Regions from separate parts of the Rattus norvegicus genome. Here region 2 is linked to region 1. Evidence: chromatin contacts called from public Hi-C data. All regions are on one chromosome and are shown on one strand. The core of a region is the stretch at or near the end of the contact, and the rest is flanking DNA. Distances in the headings are between cores, read along the strand shown.

The links. Hi-C and Micro-C count contacts between places; a contact is called where the count stands out from the background.
Region 2: a contact with region 1 is called in a Hi-C map of kidney, with 4 times the contacts expected there. The contact joins the promoter of Commd3 here to the enhancer-like site in region 1. A contact is called at or near these places in 5 of 12 Hi-C or Micro-C datasets (Schwann cells, frontal cortex, kidney and 1 more) and 1 of 1 datasets of contacts at active chromatin or transcription factors (oligodendrocytes).

Annotation. Positions count from the first base shown.
Region 1 is chr17:85,691,375-85,699,302 of GRCr8, reverse strand. It overlaps LOC108353137 (a long non-coding RNA gene), which reads right to left and starts at 7,806. Exons shown (of 3, transcript XR_010059276.1): 1 at 1-7,806. Within about 2 kb of position 4,317, at least 68 of the 93 cell types and tissues checked have an H3K27ac peak or open chromatin away from gene starts, as enhancers often do. A contact at or near this core is called in kidney, where this site is marked.
Region 2 is chr17:86,232,810-86,240,737 of GRCr8, reverse strand. It overlaps Commd3 (COMM domain containing 3), which reads right to left and starts at 4,875. Exons shown (of 8, transcript NM_198732.3): 1 at 4,670-4,875; 2 at 3,333-3,444; 3 at 3,158-3,221; 4 at 3,023-3,057; 5 at 2,634-2,694; 6 at 2,498-2,554; 7 at 2,354-2,413; 8 at 1,128-1,489. The coding sequence starts at 4,808. The coding sequence ends at 1,430. It overlaps LOC134482616 (a long non-coding RNA gene), which reads left to right and starts at 5,075. Exons shown (of 2, transcript XR_010059002.1): 1 at 5,075-5,228; 2 at 5,329-5,511. It also overlaps a transcript of Bmi1 not described here.

The sequences.
Region 1 (7,928 bases), core at 3,068-5,567:
TGGTGTTATGTGACTCTGGAATGATCTGGAGAGAAGAGATCTGGGGGTGCGGGGGGATAGACATGGTGGGAGGCTTTAGTCTCTGGTCACTGAGGTAGACCTACCCAGTCTAGTGCCGAGACTCTGGACTGGACTCTCCAAAGCCTGCTTGATATAGGGTACCTGTTGCTTGAAGTGTCTTTGGGTCCCTAACCTAGTGTGGGTCTTGGACTTAGGTCAGGTTCCCCCCTGGGGCTGCTGGATTCACCTGTCATTATAATCGCAGCCGAGAGTTCTTGACAAACCTCCACAATGTGTGTCTGCACAAGGGCGCTCAAGGTTCACTGATCTGTGTGTCGAACTTTGCAGAACTGCAAATAAGCGAGAAAATTTGTCTGTTCTTGTGAAGGAGATACAAGTTGGTGCTTAACGTGGAAGCAGGAGAAAGGGGTTGGGGGTGGTTAGGGAGTCTAGCCAAAAGCCCCACTGTAATCTCCAGAACAATTTCATTTCCTCTGCAACACCCTGGCTACCCCGGCCCAGGCCTCAGAAAGGTCAAGGAGGAGATGGAACTGAAGGATGGGGTGGGGTGGGTGAGGGGCTAAGCCCTCAGCCAGGTCGCAGGTGAGAGCCGAGCAGGGTGGAGCAGAGGCAACTAGAAGGAAGGCGGATGGACGGGGGAGGGGCAGAAGTCTTTGGCTTCTTCCAGAGGGGTTTTTCCTCAGGAATTCGCACCGCCTGCCTCCGGGGCGGCTTGCTGGGCTCTCCCCCGCCCCTTCTCGCAGAGTCGGTCGCAGGGAGCTCGGGTTTCCTGCAAGCCTCCAGGCCTCCGGCTTTCAGCTTCCTGAGAGAACAGGCCTTTCCCGCTTGCTGAGAAAGGGAAAAGCGCGTGCAGCGCGGCTCGGTGAGCAGCACGCGCTTCGCTGCCTGGGAAACCGAATCCTCCCGGAGATGCTCAGTAACCCTGGGCCAGCTACCTAAAGCTCTTCCTGCGGAGCCGGCTACAGCCTGGGGTCCCGGGTCAGGCCACCAGCCTCCGAGACGTCCTTGCCTGGCGCCGCTGCTCGGAAGCCCCGGGTGGCAGGGATAAGCAGGCCGAGGGACGCTTTCCCTCCGTCCTCCGAAGGGGAGCCTGGATTTCTTTTTTAAATCTTTTACTTTAAAGTGGTCGATCACGACCCACCCGAGAGTGGCTCCACCTTCTGTCCCCACCTCTGCGGCCTTCACTTGTCACCTCAGCTCTAAGTGTGCGCGGAAGACGCGCGGGTCGTGTGCGTGTGGCAAAAGGGTGCTGCAAGCGCCAGTAGCCCGAGCCTGCGAGGCTGTCGCGTTTGCAGGAATTCCCGTATGAGAACCACAGTTAAGAGGGTTGATTCCTGCTTCCTTGCCCATAACCCTGTAGGTGAAAGTCGCCATCGATCGCTTTTCCCCTGACATCTGTCCCTGCATGCCTGCCTCCCTGCAAGGAAGTGCTCGCAGGAGCCGGGCTCCATACCCGTTGCCTTCAGGGAACTGAGGATAAAGGCTCGAGTCCTCCACGAATTAAGTTGATTATTAATTTGGGCTGTTTGGAGCTGGTAACACTATAGGCGCCTTCGGCTTTGGGAATTGTCTCGGGGCGGGGACGCAAGCACGAATGACCCAGGATTGTGACTGGGAAAAGCGAGTGAGTGGAAGAGGTTTCCTGAGGGGGCAGGGGAGAGAGTTTCCTAGCCTAGCTTAGCTCTTCCCAGTTCCCAAATAAATTCTTAGATAACTAGTGTAAACACATTAGTATTATTAGATGGGTGAAACAGGGGGTTGGATGTGGGGGCATGTCAACTGAACCCCGCCCCGTGATACTTTCTTAGATAACAAATAAGTACGCTTACAATACGAAAATGGAAATGTTACATTCGACTGGACGAATTAATTTTTGACGGATTTACGGCATGATTTTCTTTCAGGAGGTATTCCTTGCTTTTTCCCCCTATCCACAGTGCTGTCCAAAGACAGAAATATAAACAAGCTCTCTGCCTTGCGGAAGCCCCTTAACAGTATCTCCCAAAGAAAGATCAAGACACTTTGTGAATTTTCCCCAGATAATGCCTCATATTCCGAATGACTGATCAGAGAACTCCGGTATTGTTCAATAAAACGAGAGGAAGGCGAGTGACGTGGGAGCCGAACAATGGCATTTCTGAATCAGTTTGCTTGATTGACATCTGGGAGCTTCATGACCGCAGGGAACAGGACTCATTTGCTGTGAATACACCAAAACTTCAACCGAGATTAGAACTCTAGATCCTGTTTTAATCCCATTTCAGCCTAAATTATAGTGGGAAAATATAAGATCCAAGAGAAGGGAATGACGCCAGCATACACTGGCCTAAAGTTTTAATTGTAGTAAAGGGGAAATTAAAATGTGAGGCTGAAGTCCTTTCCAACAGTTTCAGGACTAGTGCTGATAATTAAGCGGGGCGTAGAAGGGCAGGGTCTAAGAATATTTATGTGGTATAAAAAACTTCATGCTTACTTGGGGTGACACGTGTTTGGTGGAAGGTATCGGAGGAGGGTTTTCTTAACTTTGTACACACGAGAAAAACACCATAGCCCATTGGATTGGTTAAAAGGCAGGGCCATTAGCAAATTCATGGTGAGAAATCAGTAGACACTTTACAGCTAGAGTCTAAATAGCCATTGTTATTTGGAAGACCTTATTACTTTGGAGAGGATTTTTATATTAATGCCAAAAGTTGTGCTAACACTAAATTTAGCCCAGGAAACTGCAGTAGCTGTTTCTCCATTCATGTTGGAAAGGGGGAGTGTGTTGGGAAGTCCGTCTTAATAACAGAAAAGTGTGAGCTAACGCAGGTTGTGGGTTTGATCAGAGTCTGGTGTGTGGCAATCACTCTGTATAAAGTTTTTGATTCTTTAATGGGATTCATCTTTAAATCTCAGAAACTTAAAATGCTGAACGTCTTAGGGATCATGTGCTAGGCTGAGCCGACTGAGTGCGGACGGGGAGACAAAGCAGTAATAAGAAGTAGGCATATTCTTGTACTTTCGTAAATTACAGCACAGGGAAATGTAATCAGACATGAAAATAGGGCAAATTTATTACAAATAACGGGCCAGGAAGGGTTGCTCCATGATATAGCTCCTCGATCATTTTGAGGGGTGGGCTTTAATAAGAATCCTCCGTTGCATGGGAACTGGGAATCCTAAGAATTTTTGCATCAAGAAGGGACTAAAATTAATTATTAGAAGCTCAGTAATCACCAAATAAACTCGGAGCTTTGAGGTTAAAAAACAGACGACTATCTTCATGTTCAATTATACAGTATCAATTACTAATACAACCGATGTTTCAGCGTCTTGGCGCTACCAGATACCGTCTTCTATGGAGATACCTTGGTATTAATTAATGACTTCTTTATTCTCATTATTCACAAGGAAAAATAGGGGTCGTGTCACATTAAAATTAAGATTATCTTAGTTTATCTGGGCTCTTAAACAAAGATCATTCAAACTAATTATATTTCGAATTAACAGAGGTAAGGCAATTTATCGCTTAACTTTTTTTTTTGTTCAAAGACAGGAAAATAAAGATCAGAAATAAGCAGAGTTTCATTTTAAAGGCAGAAAGAAGCAAACATGTCCTGACTTTTGCAGTATTTCCCTTGCTAAAGGGGGAATGAAGGAACTGTAAAAGACGTGACTTTGCAAAGTCAAGTCCTTTTTAAAAGACTTGGATCGAAATTCTTGCTATGCAACAAGGATTCAAGTTTGATTAATTTTCTGCAAGCGACGTGACAGCGGTGTTTTAAAAGATTAATTAAAATTGAAGTGATACGGAGTAGGAATCCAACCTGCAGAGGCGTCCCTGGCGCCTTGGGGGAGCGGGGGGGAGGCTTTGCAAACCAGTCCCAAGCCCGAACTACCGGCTTTCCCGAGCCTGGGACGCAATTCCCCGTCTCCTGGAGAGGAACGCGGAATTTGGCAGGGCGCCCGTCTGGCCGCCTGGCATACCGAGCTGGCCGCCAGCTCTCGGGGGTGGGGATGGGGTGTGTCCCCCGGAACCCGCTGCGGAGAGAAGTGCTAGCGCGCCTTTAGACCAGCCAGTGAGGACCTGGGTCAAGCCAAGAGGCGGGAGGGGGCTCCCGTAAGCCTGGAGCTGACAGCCACAGGCCGAGCTGCTACTCCAGCGGCTGCACCTACTTGGTGACACCCTGCTGGTGCGGAACCCTCCCCCAACCCGGCCGAGCGCAAATGAGCTGGAGTGCAAAGAGTGAGGATGGCAGTCTGCGGAGATTCGTGCACAGGGCCGAGGCTGGGGAGAGCTCTGCCACGCTACGGCTGCTGGGCCCAGGTTCTGGGCCTGGATGAGTGGTGCTGCCTGGTCACCTCGGACTCGGGACCTGTAGTAGCCCTTCACTGTGCAGTTGCCCTCCCCTCCCCCGCAGTTTCCCGCTCTAGCTCCCCTCCCCCACCCTACATCCTGCTCCCCTCGCTTTACTCCGCGACGCCTTCAGCCGAGTAAGAAATTAAGCCGAACACAATTGTAACTGTACTCAGGGAGACACAATCGCCCAAGCCCTTGGGGTCACGCGCGGCAGAGGGGCGACGCGGGTGGCGCCGCCGAGGGTGGGGTGGAGAGAGCGTTCGTTTGCAATCAGACTCCTGGGCGCGACATACAATGTCCCATTCTCCCCTCTGGGGCTCTGGGGTCCTCAGGAAGAGGGGTTGCGACGGGACTTGCTGCCGCGACCGTGCGCCCGAGGTCCGAGTATGCCCTCGGTGACCTGCGGCGGGCGCTGTGGGTTCAGGCCCAAACGAGTCCCAGGGGCTTCTCCGCGCCTGGAAGTAGACGTGGTCTCTCTAGCCCCTGGCGTCAGTCTTTACCCTTCCTCTTCCTGGAGACCCGGGAGGCGGCGACGTGGAAAGAGAGGCGGGAAAGCCCACACGGAGCTGCCCAAGTCAAGGGGCGGTGGGGCTAAGGGGACTCTAAGGGCGAGAACTGCGGGTCGGAAGCCCGGCGACAATCCCTTCCCCTCCACGTGCAGCGAGGGCACCTCCTCCCCGGGGAACCCACCCAGCCGCTCCCAACCTGGAGAACAAAGGGTCTGGGAAGCACGGTCGGGGTCGGAGAGCGGAGGTGGAGGGACGCAGGAAGGCGGTGGGGGCAGGGGAGGGCTTCTGCTTGCACTTCCTCTCTGGGCCGAAAGACGGAAGGCTGCACGCAGCTAGCGCCTTGTGGAGGCTGTTTCTCTATCCAGAAGGGCTCGGGATCCTTACCTAGCGGCCGCACTCGCGCCCTTCCTCCCCCTAGGGTCCCCACCCCCTCCGGGGACGAAGGCCTGGAGGCCGAGGAGCTCGCTGTGCCCCGGCGCGGGAGGAACCGCGAGGCAGCAGCGCCCCCTGCAGGTGCCAGGCGTCTCCGCAGTTGGGCGCTCCGGGACTCTTTAAGGTGGAACCCGCCTGATGCTCCATGACGCTCGTGGCTGTGGGTGGACGTGGGTCCTCCCTCACCCTCACGCTCAAGGGTCCCCCAAGCGAAACGTGCCTGACGGTCCAGAACCCCGGAATTTGTCCCTCGCTGACGCTATTTTCTGGACCCTTGGCCCCACCATCTGTAGGACCTCTTCTGTGGATGCCCCACTGTGGATCGACATTGATAATTCTCTGCAGTGTTAGAGGATGCCTAAATCCCGCTTCAGGGCGGAAAGACCAGAAGGCATTTCTAGAACTGGGAAGCAAACTTTTACTTTTGTTTATTAAACGTAATAAACAAAAGGGATAAGATTGGCCAATCTCGGAATCTTCTCACTCCCAGCAAACTCGTGAACAGGTGCACGTACTAGAGGACGGAACCACGCGTCCAGCCTGTGTGGGGTACACGTCCCCTTCAGCGACCTCTGCTCGGAGTTAGCCTATACTTTTTTTTTCCCTTTCTTGAACCGACTGATAATCATGAGAGAACTCTTGGAAGTGTCCTCCACGAACTTCAGATTCTTGGAGGAAAACCTATGAATGAACAAGCAGGGTTCCGCGTGGCTCCCTGGAGCGTGGGCTGCAGACGGTCCCTGGACTCCGGCCCACCCATGACCCAGGAGCGGCGGAGGAGGAGTCGGGACGCAAGCGCACAGGGGCTGGAAGGCGGGCTGCTGGCTCTGAGTGTGCGGATCATCCACACCGTGGGAACTCCCCTCCCCCTGGGCACTGGGCCTGGGATACGCCCCGCGGGTGGGAGGCCGATGGTCCCTGGGGTGGGTGTTGGCGCCGGAGAAGCGGAGTCCACGCGCTAGGCAGCTGCGGGCAAAGCTCGCCTGGGCAGGTGCCTCCGGGTCAGACCCGCCCTGGGGGTTGCAAACCGCAAGCGAAAGTCGAGAAGGGCAGGAGTTTGCCCACTAATCCGTTTTACACTGTGAAAACCGCAGGCCTGTCGCCTAAGAGGCCACTTTTTAATTTGGAAGCACATGGAGAGGGGGGGAAAAAACCAAATTAACATGCGAGCACACTTCCTTTCCTTTTTTCCTTGTCGTGCCCCCCCCCACCCCCACTTTTCAACGGAAAAGGCCGTCCTGGTAGAAAGGGAGATTGATCTGCGCTTTGGATTGCAGGGGAGACTTGGGCGCGTAGGGAGCCCGGCGGGGATACACATGCCCTGCCTGCCAGGTTCTTCTCCGGCTTCTCACCCGCGTGCCTGCTCTTAGTCACCAGAGGCCACGTGCTTCAGGCAAGCCCCATCCGGTGTTTTTTCGCAGGGACTGGAGGGCAGTGGGCAGCATGTGGGTGTCGGCATTCCTTGAGAGAGCGCCTGCTCCGTCGGTGGATCTACCCCAAGGGTAGGCGACTGGGTTGCCTCGACCGAGCATATACACACAAGCGAACCAGAAGAAACACATACGTCTCAAAGCTTCCCGTGGGGAAACCCACCCATGCCTCTAGGTGCATCTCGAAGCAAAACTCAGTTTACTGTGTGCAGACCTGAGGTGCTCCGGCTCCTGGAAGAACAGCCAGAGAAAGGAACAGAGCTGGAAGGGGTCGGATGGGGAACGCTGAGGGTCAAGTGGGCAAGCCTCAGGATAGTGGTTTCCCTTATTCCCACGTTCCTCCCATAAGGGTCCCATTTAGGAATGCTCTCCCACCACCCAAATATGTGCTACTGGAGATAGAAAGGGCAGGCAGACAAAAGAAAGCTTGTAGAATGAACTTTATTTAAAAAATAAAATTAAGATAAATTACTCGGTGAAATTGTGTGTGTGGGGTGGAGGTGGGGGGGGCAGGATGGATGGAGGCGGTTTTTTCCTTTTTGTTCCTTAAAACCTAGAACGTTTTTAAAAATCCAAAATGTTAGAGGGGTAGAAAGTTGTAAATTGTTTGTACAATTGAAAGATACTGCCCATTAATTCATTTTGAAAGTGGTGGCTGGGTTGAATGAAGTCTTTCTCACTCTTCTGTGAGAAGCTCAACTAATTTTGATGTAAAGCGAAATTGGGGTCAAAACTTCATTAACAGAAAATGTGTCTAGAACTTTATAGTACTTGGGTCTATTTCTGGGACAAGAGATTAAAAGAAAAATTGAATAAGATAACTTATGCGTTTGTGACCCTGCCGTCACTCGGTGTTTGCTTTCTCACGTGTGAGCGGGCAGACCAGTCCAAGTGCTTGGCTTACCTGATTTGTCAGTCTAGGCCGGTGGTTCGATTTTCACTGAAGTTGGGGCCCTACCTTGTTTCTGCCTGTGTGCACTTTATCTGTGAACAAATAAAATGACCTTCTTTCCTCTGAATTTATTTCTTTGTAACTAAAAGGGAAACAACGTTACCGAACTGTTCAAAGCCATGTTTGTGTACCAAAATATCAAAAGACGTTAAAAGGCATGCCAGAGTCCTTCCAAATACTCAGAAGGATGAGTTGCCATTCGTAGGCGTATTTTGGTAAAGTTACATCATAGTAATTGAAAA
Region 2 (7,928 bases), core at 3,626-6,125, 540 kb before region 1:
GAGCCAAGCGGCCATCTTGGAGCGAGCTGCCGCCGCCGCTGTCAATGGGCACCGAGCGCGGCCAAGAGCAGCCACGGCCGCCGCGCTCCGCTCATGCCGCTCCCCCGCCGGCCTCCTGCTCGCGCGCTGCGGCCTCCTCCTCCCGCGCGGCCTCCTCCGCCTCCGCGCGGCCTCCGCCGCCGCCTCCTCAGGGCCTCTCCTCCTCCTCGGCGCAGCCGCCGCCTCCCGGCCGCGCTCGGGGGAGGGCGCGCAGAGGGGCCGAGCCGTATTATTCTGCGGGGCTGGGAGGTGTTGCTAAGCCTGCGCGGGGCTCCCTCGCCAACCTCCCCATTGTCTCGCCCGGTCTCTGCCTTTAATACTACGATTATTATTTCAGACTCGCGTGGGGGAGGCGGACGGGCGGGGGGCGCCGAGTGTGCTTGCGGGCGGGGAGGCGGGGGAGGGGAGGAAGGATGAGGAGGGGGAGGGGAGGGTGGAAAAAAATGCACCGCTGAAGGCAGAGTGGAAACTGACACCGGCTCCAAAATGGCTCGGAGTCCGCCCGCCCCCTCCCCCCGCCCCCCGCCGGGTCACGTGCTCCCCTCATTCCTTAAGGGCGGCCTGGGAATTAGTGTCGGTGTAGTCGGGCCCGTGGCCGCCCCCTCCCCTGCGCGCCGCGCGCCCAGCCCCCTCCCCTCGCAGCGCGCGGCGGTGGCGACGGAGGCATTTCTCCACAGCGCCACACGCCGCTCTCCCGGCGCGGCCCGCTCGGCCCCGCACGCCGCCCCGCCCCCCACCATGTCTCCCGCTCGCGGCGCACACGTCCGCGGGGCCCGCCGCCGGGGGCGCCCGGCCGCTGCCCCGGCTCGGCCCCGCCGAACCTGCGCCGAATCAGGCCCGCGGAAACAACAGCGGCCGCCCCGCCCGCTGGCGGCCGGGGAGAGGCGCGCGCGGGTAGCAGCCGAGCTGGCTCCGCGCGCGGGGTCGGGCGGGCCGGGCGCAGGTAACGGGCTGTCCCGGCGGCAAGCACGGCTCCCCGGCACACCTTTCCCGCGGCGCTTAAACCGGGCTAGGGCGGCGTCCCTAGCCAGCGCTGGTCGGATGTGCCTTGCACTCGGTCGTCATTCACACACAAACTCCAAACAGAATACCGCCCTTATTGTGGGAATACCACCTTATTTATTCAGGGTACGATACTTTGATAGGGCTTGAAAGCGTTCAACATAGAAGGAATGCAAGATTAATATTGAAAATTCAAATGCGTAAGAGTTTCCCTCTTAACCATTTCACATGTGTTTAAAAAAAGTGTCAAAACTGATGGCTGGCATAACTTCAAAAGGGAGCTCTTTTTCTACTGAAAATGACATCCAGCTCGCACGATCGAAGGTCCTGCAGGAGACATGGCGCGTCTGGTTTTCCTCTAGGCTCCTGGGTCATCAGCTTCCCCAAGTTACAACTGAGTTGCTCTTTCCAGGCTTTTTGAAGCATCCTTAAGTTTCCCCACCAAATCCTAAAAGATGTATAACTCATGTCACAACTTGGGGATACAAGTAAGGAAGCACCCAACTTTGAAGCAGCTGCATGAAAGAAAGTCGGAAGAACACCTAAGGAGTCTAAGGGATTTTAACCGCTGGCAAATCACTTTCAAAAGAAGCGCTTCTCCTACAGGATCTTGTCTTCCAATCAGCTATTCAAGTTCTAATTAAAAGAGAATTTCTAACAGATTTTTTTTTTTTTTTTGCGCAGAGAATATCTAAATCATGTCTCAACTTCTCTAAGGAAGGTTATTCACACATTTTCTAATTGTTTAAAGTTTTACTTATATTTACTCTGAAATGACTACAGATGTCTTTGAAACATTCAATTTCATCCAAATTTTTAGGGATGCTCTTCATTTTACTTAATTGGTAAGAAATTCGTTGTCATATCCATCAATCAACGGGGAGTTTAATTTCTTCAGGTTTACACTGACGGTATTAACAGTTTTACGAGCTTATGTGTACTTTCCCTCTATAGGTAATTTTTTTTTGCTTAAAGCTTTGAAAGTTTAATTTGTGAAAGGCATTTTTAAATCCGTGCTCTCACTCTTGCTCAGGTTTATTGAATCAGATGCATGATGAAATGAAGTGTGCTGAGTTTGAACATTAAAAAGTCATTTTAAATTACAGAAACCAGCAAATACAGGCTACTGGAGACCTTACTAAATTACTTTTAAAAGTGAAGTCCATGTTAAATGTCTGTTTTCCATTCTCCCTTTGCCATTAAATCCTGAACCAACCTTCATTATCTGATGATGGGAAGATTATATTTTAAAGTTTCCATAGCAGTTTTCAAACCCCCATTAAAAGGAGCGTTAAAGCTCCTAATACTGTACCTGTAACTGCTCCATGCTGCAGCTAAAACTAATCTCTGGGTAGGATTGGGAATCAGCGTTCTATGGAAGAAAAAACATGTTTATTTATAGAAAGGAAATTAAAAATTTATTACACATAATTTTTAGACAAAAATCTATACATACCTCTACGTTTAAGGTCACTAAATATCCAGGTCGACACATCTTATGAAGTTGGTTGGTCTAAAACAACACAAAACAACAGTCTTTAACCTAAAGGAAGCCCCTCAAATCCCTCTACAGAAGAGCTTGTTATCTTTACCTTTATCTGATATTCCAATCGCCAGGAAACATCAGTTATATGAGGGAGAGCTCTACCTATACTGAAAGACAATGGTGATTTTGTTGTATCCACAGAAAAACCTTCAATATCTATCTACTCAATGGTGTCTCTCTTAATTGGTCACTGTGAACTTAAGGATTGTTGACCTTCATCTTCAAGTGCAAAAGTAAAAACAGCCTACTAAGACTATGCCAGGCTCCACTTTTAAGAAAACACTAGCTTAAGTTCAATTGTTCCCTTGCCCCATGGCCCTTTATTTTGGGTCAGGATGCCAAACTTTTTGGCCCTGTTTTGTTTCCCATCAATACACTCCATTCATTACCCACAAGTGAAAAGTGCCCCAGCTTGACACCTAATACAGTACCTACCTTCCCAGTAGGATTTCTAGAGAATTCTTATTATTCTGGAGAAGGGGAAAGAAAAGGAAAGAAAACACATTTTTGCAAACAGCAGGAAAAAAAAGGAGGGGCTAATTGTTAATTTAAAAGTTTAAAGTAAGTAACCTGATACTCCGTGCAAAACAGTTCTATTCGCTCTCGGTCAAATTTACAGTCTTCTAAATAAGTGCTGGAGGGGTTGGGGAAATAAACCGAGGTTTAGTCTCTATCTTTAAAAACGGAAATTACAATCACAAAGATACCATTTAAAAGTAAATGGGTATTTAAATAAAGCCTGTACCTTAGAGTAGACTTGTCAACTCGGTGCTTTCCTGCCTCCAGTATGTAAGTTGCAGCTGCCCCATGACAATGCTTTAAAACCACTGGGTCGATATGTTTCAAGTCTGGGTGATCTAAAATAAAGTAATTGCTAAAGATTACAAATTCTTTAGACCCCTGTTCCTAAGAGGAATATTTTAGTTTTGGTAAAACTACCCTTTTAGAAAATATAACAAAAATTCAATTGTAAATGGATGAGAGGAACAAGGTCAATTGCAAAACAATAAAGAGAATAGATCAATAATCTGCTGTCAATCTCTTTTCAATTATCTTCTTTTATTTCGTCTTAATATTTAAAAAAAACTCAAAGGGAGTAGTGGTTGCTGGGTGGACTGAAAAGCAAAGGAGAAACTGAAGGTAGTTTACACAGTGTAAAATTCAAAATGAACAACTTTCAAAAGATGACATTTTAGAGTAATTGGCTCCGTGAACATAAATACATCAAGGAAACTTGACAGGAGGGCATACATTAGCATGCACAACAGAAATGTCAAAACCTCATTAGTATCTTCAAGTCCCTCCACCCCTACACACACAGCTCCCAGGTGGTGGTTACTATTTTTCTTTTTTCTTTTGGCTTGAAGAATAGCTTCCACTTTCATACTTTTTGTCCAAGTGTCTAGTATGACTAGAGGGACGGGGGACCCAAGGAGTTCTGGAATGTGTTGATGGACTTGAGGAAATTATCTAGAAGTGATTTGTCTTAAAGTATGCTCTTAATCCATTATGACAACTGCATTCTGCGACCAGCCGTTTAAAAGTCTCTCTTCCTGGTAACCGCCGCAGAACAAAACATTATGAAGGTTCTGGGCTTAACACACTGACCGCCTGTGCTGGAGTGATCACAGGATCCGGAGGTGTTGTCTAGGTTGGAAAATGTCAGTGCTATTTGACCCAGCCGTTACTTCGGAAACAGCCCCCTTTCAACCCCCTCTAGCCCAGCCGGGGGAGGCTGAATCATAGGACCTCCCCAGTTGAAGTCCAAATGTCAAAACAGCCGCAGCCTCCAAGGAGGCTGAAAACCCCACACATTTAGGCCACAAACAAGAGTTGAACGCGGCTTTACAAAGGAACAAAGAGACGGGCAGGAAAACCAGGCCAGGAGCGTGGAGCTGGCCGCGTGTAGGTGCCCTGCGGGGGCACAGCGGCACTCAGGGCCCACTCGGGTCCCCACAGTCCGGCCGAGAGCTGGGCGAAGCCCGGGGACTTGCCCGGGCCGGAGCTATGCCCAAGGCGCCGGGCTGGCGGCTCTGCCCGGCGCCCCTCCGCCCAGGCCGCGGCGGCGGGCGAGCCGCTTACCTAGCGCGGCCTCGTCCGCCTGGGCGTCCAGCAGGCTCTGGAAAGCCGCCCGGAGGAGAAGCGCGAAGGCGCTGGAGTCAAAGGAACCGGGATCCGCCAGCGTCTGGATGCCTCTCTGTACATACTCGGAGAGCTCCATTGTGAGCGCGCCGTGACCTTCGACATGCGCACCACGTGACTCGGGACGCGCGCCCAGCTGATCGGGCGCGCGCACCCGCCGCTGGGCGGCTCGGGGAGGTTCGGCAACGGCTCGGGACGGTTCGGGGAGGTTCGGGCGGTGGCTCGGGGAGGTTCGGGAGGGTTCGGGGGGAAGCTCGGGCGGCGGCTGGGCCTCTCGCTTCAGCCGCCCTGCCGGCCTCGGTCGGGACGCTGCGGCCTTTCCTTCGGTCTCTGAGTAGCTGGCCTCGGCCGCGGCGGCCGCAGATGCCCATTGGACCGGCTTGGCGCTCACCTGGGGCCGCACCAGCTCTGTCCCCACCCGGCCTGGTGCCCGGAGGCGCGGGAATCCGGCCGCCGCGAGTGTGGCTAAAAGCTGGGCTTCGGGACAGCGGGAGACTCAGTGCGTGTATTAACTCGCCAGCCTGACCCACAGCGCTGCCCTTTTGTGAGACTGAGGACATCTTAAATACACAAGTTTTACCTTGTCTTTGTCACTTCAGGAATATGGCAAAAGATTTCTGCGTGGTGTGCACGAGACACAGGCATAAAGAACGCGTGTGCGCGCTCCCGGTACTTAACAATTGGGAGATTAATAAATTATTCATGAACGTATTTGACAGGATTATTAAAAATTTTTATGCTGCTGTGAATAAATACCTTTCGAAAGCATTCTGTCATATAAATTTTGTGCTCCTAAACTTACTACGTGCGTGGCGTTAATTGCTCAATAGAGTCTTCGTAAATATATACGAGATACTTATCTGAAGTACGGTTAGGAATGGCAAGATCTTTAGTGTAAATGAAATACTTTTTCAGATACTCATAACTTCAAAGACAAAATCCTGTATAAAGTTTAACTTCCTCCTTTTTTTTCTACGAAGTTGGTTTAGGAGAACAAGAATAGTTCTTTGTTAAGAAAACCGCGAAGTAAGATACATTAGGCTTTTTTTTTTAATTAAAAGAGTTTGAAAACTAAAAAAAAAAAAAAATTCCAGTTTTGGAAAGGAGAAAGCGGCCATAGAACAAGAGTTGTCTTTTACTCTCCCAGGGCAATGACAGTTTCAACTTGAAACACTTTTGTCTTTCCTAATTTAAGTGTTTATTTGTGGGGGGGAAAGGTTGTTACTAGTGAATAAAGTCAGTATGTCAGTATGTCACGTTGTCACATCGGACAGTACCCCACTTCACAGTAACAGGACGCAGATGGAATGCTTTAGCGTCTAACAAGTTGAATAGCGCTGCTCAGCCAAGCTTTGAAAAAGCCCGTGCAGTCCCCTTTCTAGGTGAGAACTCACCAGCATGAAAGGCTTAGAAGTATCCCTAGGGTTTTCAAGGAACAAGTACCTATTAATTATGCCCTCTTTCCCCCTCCCTAATTCTCTGCTGCTTTTTTAACCCTCCCCCCACCCAAGACAGTTGAAAAACTTCAAGATACTTGATTTGCACAGGGATTATTTTACAGGGAAGATCCGTGTATATGTTAATATTAACAACACTGAAACATCCTCTTTGTGATATAATTTATGACCACTGAGTGTTACCATGCTAATGGAATTTGAGTTGATAGCTCTGATCATAGTTTACTATGAAAAATGAAAAGATAAATGTGTGAGCCCAGGCTTTTCAAAAGGCTGTTCAGAAGAGAATAGTGAGCAAATGGTCGTGAGTTTGTGGGCATAAAAGCTAGGCAGCTCACAATGCTCACTTCCCCTCATAGTCCTCACATTCTGCATGCCCGTGTGTCAGTATTTACAGGGCACTTGTCTTTTCTGTCTAAATATATTCATGGGATAGGCCCGAGTAATGGCTACATTTCTAGCTCTCCCGAAACATTTAAACCATGATTTTTTTCATGCTAAAAATTAGTTTGTCTTACAATAGGTAATTTTTCCTTTTTTCGCTTTGGTGAGTATTTATTTCATTTAATGAACATATGTGCCTTGGATCAGCCCTTGCAAAACATGATTATTAAACGACATGCTGTAGACTTCCTTGGTCACAGTCATGAAATCCACACATTTTATATTGTTAGAAAAACTGGACAGCATTCTGAAAGTGAGCAAGTAAGTACTTAAACATTTTTTGCTTCCATGGCAGAAATTAGTCTTGAAACTCCATTCAACTTTACAAAGTTTTGCAGACTCAAAGCCAATAGACTCTATATGACCTCAAAGGACATTTTCAAAGAAGAGTTTGGGGAGCAGAAAAAGAACAATACTCAAGCATCTTCATGCCAACATGTGCCTTGCCTTTATTGTTACAAATATTGAAGTACCAGGTACTGGTAAGTTTGTTTTACTTTTTAGGAACCTAGAAGTTATTTCAAGAACTAAAAAGTATCCTTTAAAACAATGTTTTAGAGTTTCTGAGTACACCGAATCCTTTGAACAGGCTGTTTTAACATCTTAATGATGGCTACTGCATTGCCATTGCAAAGACAACTGGCCAGGACTTCAGTACGATTCCTGTGGTCAGCCTTCCCCCATGGCCTTATTCCTGCATTATGTCAGCTTTATGAATTAGAAACCATTTTTAGGTAAGCAAGTACTTTTTGCTTTTGTGCAGAGAAAGCCGAGAGAAGGTGTTTCTTTAAAGAGTCCATTGGACATCTGTGGGCAGAAAATCAAACCAATATGCATCAATGTCTGTAAGATATCTACAGGTTTGATAAAGAGGATAGTAAGGATCTGTTTGGCTCCTGCCCATCAAACTACCTGCTCATCCTCTATGGCTAGAGAAGATGACAACAGGTACCCAAAGGCTACCCATACAACAGAAACCATTTTGCTTATTACTCCCAATATGGTTTCTTTGATAATTATAATAAGCTCTTGAAAAAAATTCTCTAATGAAAATAGAATTTATTGTTTTTTTTTAAACCATCCTTACCACAACTGGACAGTTGGAAAGAATATTTAACCGAGTTATACATTACCTTTGGAGATTTTAGGTCAAAAGCTATTTCTAAAATTTATAGGTCCTACCCACATATGCATTTATTGTATTAAGTGTCTAACTTGGTAAGGCACAGTAGGACTAGGGATTTTAATGGTCAGGCTTGTACCCTCAAGGCTATAGAGTTCCAGTGATCTGAGTGTTA